Linked DNA regions of Rattus norvegicus: regions 1 and 2 are each linked to region 3. The links are chromatin contacts, called in public HiChIP or PLAC-seq maps. All regions are on one chromosome and are shown on one strand. Each heading gives the region's core, a stretch centred on a gene start, on an enhancer-like site or on the middle of the called end of the contact. The rest is flanking DNA. Distances are from core to core; before and after follow the strand shown. Region 1 has its middle 340 kb from the start of Trnav-aac35. Region 2 has its middle 48 kb from the start of Sox6. Region 3 overlaps Sox6 (SRY-box transcription factor 6).

Region 1 (3,377 bases), core at 412-2,911, 300 kb after region 3:
TCACTCTGGTTGCTGACAGCCACAGATACCACTGGAAAATCTGATGTGGAGAGCTGAGAGATAGCCAAAGATAGATGTTTCTAGTTAGGCACTGGCCAAATCAAGGCAGACGTCCTAACAAAGAGAGCATTTGAGTTAAACGTGGAAAGCAGACAGGATTCTGATAGGCATGGTGGAATTAGACTAGACAGCATTCTTAGCAGTCAACAGAGGAGTGGAGGCACGCTTGTGAAGGATGGTTCAGCTATTGGATGAGGAGAAGGCCCATGCTTGGTCCATGGTTGGTTCTTGAAATCCATGGACTTTTACCTACGGGCGTTCAACTCTTCTTGGCTTACAGTTGACCTATTCAAATCTGACAGTTGGGGGGTGAACTGCTTAGAAAGATCAGCCTTAGCAAATGGTGATGGGCAATCTGTGGAGGTAAAGGGAGGAGCAGTACAATACCGGGAGGCACTTCAGAAGCGGTTCTTCCTAGCTCTATTTCTTGTCTAGCTTGCCCTGCTTGATCTCAGGCCTTGGGTCCTGGCTGTCTACTTTGGACCCCCAGGTGGCCCCATGGGTCCCAGTTTGACCCTCAGATAGCTCTCTGCTGCCCCCATCTGGCCAAGCAGCCCATGCCACGGTTCATTTGCAGGACCTGGCCCAGAGCTCCCAGAACATTGCTGCCAGGAATATAACTCCTGTTACTGGACAAGATTCAGAACACATATTCTGTGGTGAGCAGGTTCATGTCTATAAGTGCTCACAAGTGACATTGCACGAACATTCAATAGTGATACTACTATTGCTGGTTCACCAGGGGAGGCCCAAAGCAGAGAAATGAGGTGTCTTTAGGGTATGAGCTATGAGTGTTGATTAAGTGCTTACTTGTTCTCTATTAAGATCTGGGACTCTTGCCTTTGGGCCATTTTTGCCCAGATCCTACAGGAAGTCAGAGCTTGACATGGGGGGAGACTGCCAAGGCGTATTGTAAGGTATGGTTTGCCTCAGGGTAGGCAGGGTTGGAGGAATGCGAGGAACAGGAGAGGTAGCCATGCTAAGGACTGTATCATTGTGGACTAAGGCCAAAGGGAGAGGCAGAGCTTTGCTTGGGAAATGGGAGGCAGGGGATCTTGGAGCCAGAAGCACAAAAGGCCACAAAAGGAGCAAGGGGCACCAGCTCAGGGTCTAGTGCTCAAAGTGATGGCTGGCATGGTGGCTTAGGACTGCCTGGGTGTGTCTCTTAGTTTCCTTAAATGGGTAGGGTTCTTTCTGGCCCAAGACATCATTCCAACTTGACAGCATTTGAGGGTTAAGTCTCCGTCTCTTAGAAAAGTCCTATTAAGGAAAACCCACTGGCATCTTTCAAGCCCAGAGCAAGGCCGGGAGGAGTGGCAGCCAGACAGGGTGGTTTCTAATGGAGGCACAGTGAGATGGGAAAAGCTAGGTCAGGGGTGCAGCTGGCAGCTGCAGGAGGGAGAGTCTGAGAGAGGTTGGGGAGAGCCAAATGCAAGCTTCTCCCACTTCCCATTTTAGCCCGGGGCCAGCCGTGGGCACAATGATAGCGTTTTCACAGAACAATTCTCAGGAAGGCTGGTGGGGGACAGAGCAAGGCTATCTGTTTGCACAAGTGAGTGTATCCGAATGGCCTGGTGGAAGCAGCAGAAGTTGTGAGTGGGTTTGGAGCATGCACAGAATGTGAGACCAGGGGTGGGTGTGAGAGCTGGGCGTATGTTGTGTACGTGTGCTCTCAGTCTCAAAAGTTTCATAAATCTTGTAAGACACCTCCATGTCCTAAATGTTTCCTGTCTACGTACATAGCCATAGCTGAACTCTCTTTAGAGACCACTGCAAAGATATGAGTCAAAGTGGTATGGAAGCCTTCTGGGGAAGCGTCACTCAGATCTATGACAAACAGCAGACGACCATAAGGCCAGAGAGATTCAGTGTAAGGAGAGGTGAGAACCTGACCCAAAAGCTACTTATATTTTCAACAAAAATGTCCCTGTAGACCCACTTCCCTTATGGCCTTTTTTTTTCCTGGACTGTGAAGTGCTTAATTCAGGTTATCTCTGTATTCATTGGCTCTAACCAGATCCTAAGTCTGAGGGTGTAACTGTGGAAAGTATCCTTCCTGTCATCCTCATGGGGGACTTTTAGCCAATGGAGAAGTGAGTCTGACATTGTCAGTCTTATTGCAGTCACCCTTCATTAACAATAACTTGCAGCTACTCCTCTTAGCAAATAAAGTTGGTCCAGGATCAGGAGCTGTGCAGAAATTGACACAATAAAAGACATGTCTAGAACTGAACGTTGTGACACATACCTTAAGTTCCAGCCCTAATAACTGAGTTATTTGGGTCTTGAGTTTGAGGCCAGCCTGAGACTATGCTTTAAAGAAAATATCTAGTGTAGGGATGGATATAATTTTGGTCTCCATGGAAAACCTGTTAAAAGCAGGAAATTGAATGAAGAATGAATAAACTGATAGATATGTGTGAAAATGAAAAATTATTTTTTGGAACTCTGTCAGTGTCAAAAATTATGTACTGGAAAATGACTTGTTCTTCCTTTGCACATGCATGTGTGTACTTGTACACATGTGTGAGGCACATGTGCCATCTGTGTGTATGCCTATTGCAGCCAGAGGTCAGCCTGGGGTATCATTCCTTAGGTGTCATCTACCTAGTTTTTAAGACAGGATCCCTCACTATCCTGAAACTCTCTGATTTGGCTGGCCAACCTGTGAGCCACAGGCATCCATCCTCCTGCCTGCACCTCTCCAGAAACTGGATTGTAAGACTTTTACATAGGTGTTCAGGGGAATCAAACTCACTTCTCCATGCTTATGAAGCAACCATTTGACTGGGTACACCATCTTTATAGTCTGACATATAATTTTTGAAAATAAAAATATTAAGAGAGATGTACAGAAACCTTTTTAAAGGGTTCTAGAATTAGAAGATATCCGCAAAGTATATTATCTCCGTGAGTCTTTGGGAAAGTCTGAGGCACCCATGGCAGAGTCCTTACCCAGCCTGGTTCAGGCACGAGGTAGTTCAGCTACTTTTGAGTATTTCCAGCAACTAGTAGAAATGGTAGCTCAGGTCAGACATGTGCACAATGTGAAAGAAATCTCAAATGGTAAGCCCAGAACAGAACCAGACAGCAGCAGGGATGCTGAAGGGTGCTCCCTGTGGGTGGTTAAGGGCCGCTTCTGAACTAGTTTGCTTTTGTTTGGTTTTGGTCTTGTTCTATTGCTTTCACTTTTTGATGCAAACACATATTTTCATTCTTTTAATGTAAGCAAAATAGATCCAAAGAGTGAGTGGTGGAGAGTGGGAATTCATTTGAACTTGAATCTACCACCACCCCTCCCCTGAAAATATAAGGCA
Region 2 (2,893 bases), core at 263-2,762, 370 kb before region 3:
CTTAGAGGCTTGTTGCTACTCTTTTCAGAGAAAACATTTCCTTTTGGCCGTTAGCATAATATTGCTGTGGACCTATTTACAAATTTCCTTTTATTTATTTATTGCTGGCCAAATACTGGAGGCCGCAGCTGGTGTCAGCCAGACCTGGTTTAAGCTTTCATATAACTCAAAATAGGTCCCAAGTGTCCTTTTTCTTAAACAATTCTTCTTTTGTAAAGCATCATATTTAAATAACATTTATGTACCCAAGCAGCAGTGAAAAATCTCAGAGGTGTTCTCAGGGCAGCTCTCTGAGGAGGACCTTTGGGATGGCTTTGTAAGATGCCTCCAAGCCTTGAAGCCACTTGTCCAGGAATAACAAAGAGCGACTGCAGTAGGTTGGGGCAAGATTCAGCAAGAGGGCTGAATATCCACAGCAAATATATCTGCAGAGCAGTGAGTGAAAATGGGCTTCAGAAATGAAAGCAGGTGAAGCAATTAACAGCACACCATTGTTTTACCAAACCTATTCTTAAGGTGCCTGGAAGCCCTAAGTTTTCGGGAAATGGGACTCAGCTTTCACAGCAGACAACTATGCTGCCTCAACGTTCCGCCCCTGTTCTGGGTTCTCATCTTGAGACCTCTGCTTATGGCATCTCTAAGTACCTTTGTCTCCCGTTGAAGAGCAAAGCAAAGGAACCCAAGAGAGGCCGAGTCGGCCAGGAGCCATGTTCTCCGTCTTATAGGAGCTGAGGACGTGTCTTTCTCAAGCTAACTACCCATTCTCTGCCTGGGTAGTTAGTGATAAAAGTTCTATCTTGGATCTGTTCTCTAATCCCAGGTTTGTAGTCTAGTGAGAGAACGCAGCGCACCGGGTACTGGCACTAGCAGGTGTCTCTCTGCCATCTCCTGACTCGGGTTTCCCAGTAGTACGGCTTCCCGGACTCCTCTGCTCCAGGGGGACCTTCGTGGACTTTTTCTTTTTTTCTGTCCCAGAGGTTGTCCTGGCTGCCAGCTCCATCTGCTTGATGGATCTTGGTGGCTCTGAGCCCAGCGCACTCTTGCGCTCCACCTCAAGGTGGCGACCGAGGCACGTAAACAAAGACTGCACTGGCGGTTGGCACCCGTGGCCTCATCCACGAATCCCAGTTTCCCAGCTGCTCCTCAGAGAGCTGAATTGACTGTTAAGGGGGCCCTTGTAGACGGGTCGTTGGGCCGGAATGTCAGCCGTGCGTTCGTGCGTGACTGACTTAGTGACTCTGTGTGTGTGTGTGTGTGTGTGTGTGTGTGTGTGTGTGTGTGTGTACACGCTCGCGCGCGCGTCTGTGTATCCGCCGAAGCAGGCAGAAGCGCTTCTAGGATGGAAACTCTAGCCCCAACCCGTTTGGGACGCTGGAGGTTTCCTGGAATCACCTGAGCCTGCAGGCTCCCGCGACCCGGCTGGCCCGCTGGCCGGGGCTCCCGCCCACTATGTGTCCCGAGTACCCTGGGTCAGTGAGCAACTGGCGGGACTGCCACAAACAGCAGGTTTGCAGATCTCTGTTCAGTGACACCACGATTTATGAGTGGCTCTGGAAAATACAGCTCTTTGCTGCGCTGGAGTCCTCTAGGGTGCGCGCAGGCCGACCCTAGGGGTAGGGATAGTTGTGGGCGGGGAAGAGAGACAGTGAAAGAATAAGCATGCGACAGTCATACAGTCTTACCTCTGGGACGAAGGACACGGTTCCTAGAACTGCGATCTTCACGGCCAGTGTGCAGCCCAGCTGTTTCTCCCGTAGGCGCTTCCCGCCTAACACCGCCTTCTGACTAACTTGGATAGGGCTTGAGTTGCCCCCTCCTTTTTTCCTCCCCTTCTTTTCCTTTCCAGACATCGCTTTAACTCAACCCAGGGCATATCCAGAAGTCAGTTCCGTATAGCGCTTCCATTCAGTCCTGGGGGGGTGGGGGGAAATCCGGTATACAGTTTCTCGTAGGCAGATGGAAGATCTAGATGGTTACAGGACTTTGGAGGGGTGCGTAGGAATGGCACGGGGTGTTGGTGGCAGCGAAAGACGGTTTCTTTTGGGTCTTCGCACTGCCGCAGGTAAGGCTCTCAGATTACAGCTGCCCTCCTGTCGAGTCACAGTGGTGGGCAAGCGGAGGGCGCTCTGCTGTAGAGAGGGGAGTGGAGGAGGGTGGAGTGGGAGAAATGGGCTCTGGACAGGCTCCACCGGCACGCATTGTCTTGGTTGGTGTCTGTGCTTGGCGCTCAGCTGATGTCTTTGGGAGCTTTTGAACAAGGTAGACCCTCCAATACCCTCCCCCACTCTCTAGACTGTGTTTCAAAAGACGCGAATAGCTCTAAAATAAGTTTAAATTTTTTTGTCTGACTTTCCGTTCGAGATGTAAAAAGGATTAAATAAATGAAACTTTATTTGACTGTGGAGTTTATCCAGAGACTCAGCGACATCTCTGGTCTTTGGCCTTATTCTAATTCTATGGTAGTAATTACCCTTCGTTTCTTTAAGTGCGATAGATTTATTGCCTTAGAGACTATGCACAGTTTGATTGAATTATTCATTTTTTTCTTTGGTGTAGACTGCATCTGGGGACTCTGATGTGACGTGTAGATTTTTTTTCAGGAACAAAGGGAATGTGGAAATGAAAGAGAGAGGGAGAGAGAGGCTGGCAGATGTAATGAGACGCGGTGAAGGTGTACGCAGACGGGCACTCCCACGCCTCCTCCCTTCGGCTCTCACTGCAGCCCTGGGTAACTCGCAGGCTAACACAAACAGCTTTTCTCCCGCAGCCTGCCCTCTGTCACTGTAAGTACATCACCCTTCTCTTATCAGCATGCAGATTCCAGCCACGCACTCCCTCGCCTTGGCTTTGCACCTTTGACAGCAAAAGCACATTGGGAAATGAACTTTCCTAA
Region 3 (3,083 bases), core at 95-2,594:
CCACATGCAAAGTGCCCAACCCTGCCCTGATGGCTCTGCCCTGGAGCCCTTCTCAGCCTTCCAGTGCCCAGTTTTGTTTTGTTTTTTTCCTGTGCTACCAATTGTAATTATATGGGTTTCATATGGGCAAAATTAGCTGGCAGATTATGACGCTAACTTTTATGAACTGATGTGGGGGAAAGAGCTTTAAATTAATCTTAAATATGACTTTTGATTTCCATTTTAAACCAAAAAATAAATTAACTGTTAAACATAAATTCTTATATATTTACTGTTTTTTTCCTTTGGTATTGAGCTTGAAGAGGGATTTATAAAAGTTATAAAATAAATGATCTATTTTAGTTAATTTTTCCGGGTTCTACAGATTCTGACCAAAAAAGGCTAGAGGGGGGATTCTGAACTATTATAATAAAAGATGGTATTTGAAAACTTTTGATGAGGGAAATTGCCACCATATTTACATTTAAAAAACTGTTTCCTCATTTACACACTATTGACTTCCTATTGAGGCTCAAAATTTTAACTACAACTGGTAAAGAATTCAATGGATCAAATTCAGTAAATCCAAAGTCACTGGAATAAAGGCCCCTCAGGAAAAAAAAAGTGTCAATTTTAAAGGTCTTTCCTAACTGAAGACCATTTTGTGATAGAGCCAAAGGTTAATAAAATCAGTAGTGAATGTAGCAATTTTACAGATAAGCTATTCACAACAAGTGTAGTTACTTGAATAAAAAGCTAATTCAGTTCTAAAATGCCACATGCAGTAGCAGTGAATAGCTGCTTTTAGGTGCTTTCCAGAGGAGGGTAAAATACAGAATCGCAGCGCGCTCTTCTCTCACTGCGTCCCCGGCCGCCTGTAAATTGCTGTGAATGGGGCTGTGGGCTGACAGGCTCTATTAAGACAAACTGCCTTTCTCATCGGAGAGATAAAATAAATCAGGTGTTTAGTCAAATTAAAATACTTCAGCTGGAGCAGGCCCCGGGGAGCACTGATCCACCTTACTAATCCGAGAGAAACTCAAGACAGATGTGGTTTGGGGATAAAGATGACCCCATGGAAGAAAAAAGGAAAGAAAGGAAAAAGAAAGAAAGGAGAAACCGTGCTGTAGCTGGCAGCCCCATCTCTGTAGCTGGAAGATAGATACAGTTTACGGTGGTGCGCCAGACGCACCCTGTGTGTGACACACAATAAAAGCCGGCGCACTGACTTGGAGGAAAGCTGTGTACAGAAGCTTTTTTTTTCTGGCTCCCTTCCTGTGGTTTATGAAACTACCTCTGGCTTTGTGTGGGAGGCAGAAGAGGCTATTTTCTGGCAGTGCGTCTGAGAGAGTCATTTTAAGACAGTCTAAAGATGTGAAACAGATGACTTCAGGCAACCGATGACCTCTGCTGGCCCGCTGAGATGGGGCTCATCCCAGGCTCCCGTCTTATTTATTATTTATTTATTTACGTATTTATTTAATCTCAGTTGATTTGGTCAAATCTCAAAGCATGATTTAGGGTAAGATTTCCCCACATATTCTTAACTTAATTGAAGAAGCATCTTACAATCATCTGCCATCCCTAACAGTCCTGACTGTACTAAGGGGTCCTGTACACCCCTTTGGCTGCCTCCTCTTTCAGCCACTTTGAGCATTCTAGTTTCTCTGTAATGTGGAATCTCGGTTCAACTAAATGGGTCTGGGAATGAAGTAACTTGGACTCTCAGGTTGGCTGGATCACTATGACTCACAATTGATATTATTTTTATTACAGCAGGGTAGGTAAACACTTCATTAATTTAAACAGAAAATCTATTAGCATAGGTTCAAATACTGAGCTTTAAATTAATTGTGCCAAATGTATATAATGTATGGAATAGAAAGGTTGCCTTCTCCAACCTATGCATTTAGAGAACATAAACTATTGTACTGTTTGAATGTGTTACTCCCTAATCTGAACCCAAGCTATACCTACATTGCTATACAGAGGATTTCTCATTCTAAAGGAATTTTACATTTCACCCAGCGCCATTTGTTGTGACTCATAGCTGTACCAACAACTATCTGTTAATTATCTACCTGTCATCCAGCTATCACCTATTGCCCATCATTTAGATCTATTTAGCTATCATTTACTATCTAGTGCCCATCACATACAATCTATATCTGTCTAGCTATGTATCATTTATTATGTGCCATCTGTCTACATATATGCCTACCAGTCACCTATCAATTATCTATCATCTATCTGTCTTATTATACCTTTCTATTATATTATATCAATCAATTATAAACTATATATCACCTATCAATGGATCAATCAACCTATGGATAAATCTTACTTAAGTAAAATGTGGGGGAAAAATGTGACTCTTTTTTAGTGACAATGATATATGAGTACCAGAACCCTTAACTTACAAATCCTACTGTCTCCTTGTTTTATTTTCCTTAAAAATATGGCTAAGTGCAATGGAAGAGTTTTTAAATCACACTTAATGTTTACAGTCAAATGGTTTCACTGTCTTTACACTCTGTAAAATGATTCATCTAACTGGTGTTATTTGGTAAACTTAGGTCACATAATGGAGTTACCCAGACATTTACAGATAGCACTGTTGGCTCCTACTTGAACAGGAAGCTGCTGTTTAAGACCACCTCAGCTTCTCTGATTACCAAGCGGAAGAGAAAGAGAAATTAATGACAGGTGGTTGAGAAGGCTTTAAAACTGGAGAAGGAAGAATTTCATATTCATGGAAAAATAAAAATCCAACCTGTGTGCCTTTGGTCCTTACCCAAAACACTCTGCGGGGTGCTTTATTATCCAAGAACAGTGGTAGGGCAGCCGACACAGTGGTCAGCAAGCCTCCCAACTCACCTCATAGAGTCAAGTAAAGGAGAAAACTACAGTGTATTAAAGATAGGCAGTAAAAGGTGTACACTTTTTTTTATTGATTTCAGAACTTTCCAGCCTGTTCCCCACACCATGGCCAGCGTGCCCTCCTTGCTCCAACTGTTAGTGTTGTTGCATTATTCTCAGAATGGAGAGAAAGCTCATCAAACCTGTTCTATGTGGAATGACATTTTCTGCCTCTTTATCCTCTT

The links. HiChIP or PLAC-seq counts read pairs in DNA pulled down with a chosen protein or histone mark.
Region 1: a contact with region 3 is called in an H3K27ac HiChIP or PLAC-seq map of oligodendrocytes, with 4 times the contacts expected there. The contact joins two enhancer-like sites. A contact is called at or near these places in 1 of 12 Hi-C or Micro-C datasets (kidney) and 1 of 1 datasets of contacts at active chromatin or transcription factors (oligodendrocytes).
Region 2: an H3K27ac HiChIP or PLAC-seq map of oligodendrocytes shows a contact between it and region 3, with 16 times the contacts expected there. The contact joins two enhancer-like sites. A contact is called at or near these places in 5 of 12 Hi-C or Micro-C datasets (Schwann cells, hepatocytes, liver and 2 more) and 1 of 1 datasets of contacts at active chromatin or transcription factors (oligodendrocytes).

What each region holds. Positions count from the first base shown.
Region 1 is chr1:179,046,330-179,049,706 of GRCr8, reverse strand. No RefSeq gene overlaps it. Among named protein-coding and RNA genes, the nearest start is that of Trnav-aac35, 340 kb to the left of the region's middle. Within about 2 kb of position 1,661, at least 4 of the 93 cell types and tissues checked have an H3K27ac peak or open chromatin away from gene starts, as enhancers often do.
Region 2 is chr1:179,711,435-179,714,327 of GRCr8, reverse strand. It overlaps a transcript of Sox6 not described here. Among named protein-coding and RNA genes, the nearest start is that of Sox6, 48 kb to the right of the region's middle. Within about 2 kb of position 1,512, at least 17 of the 93 cell types and tissues checked have an H3K27ac peak or open chromatin away from gene starts, as enhancers often do.
Region 3 is chr1:179,342,617-179,345,699 of GRCr8, reverse strand. All of the region lies in intron 5 of Sox6 (SRY-box transcription factor 6), which reads left to right. Among named protein-coding and RNA genes, the nearest start is that of Trnav-aac35, 46 kb to the left of the region's middle. Within about 2 kb of position 1,344, at least 12 of the 93 cell types and tissues checked have an H3K27ac peak or open chromatin away from gene starts, as enhancers often do.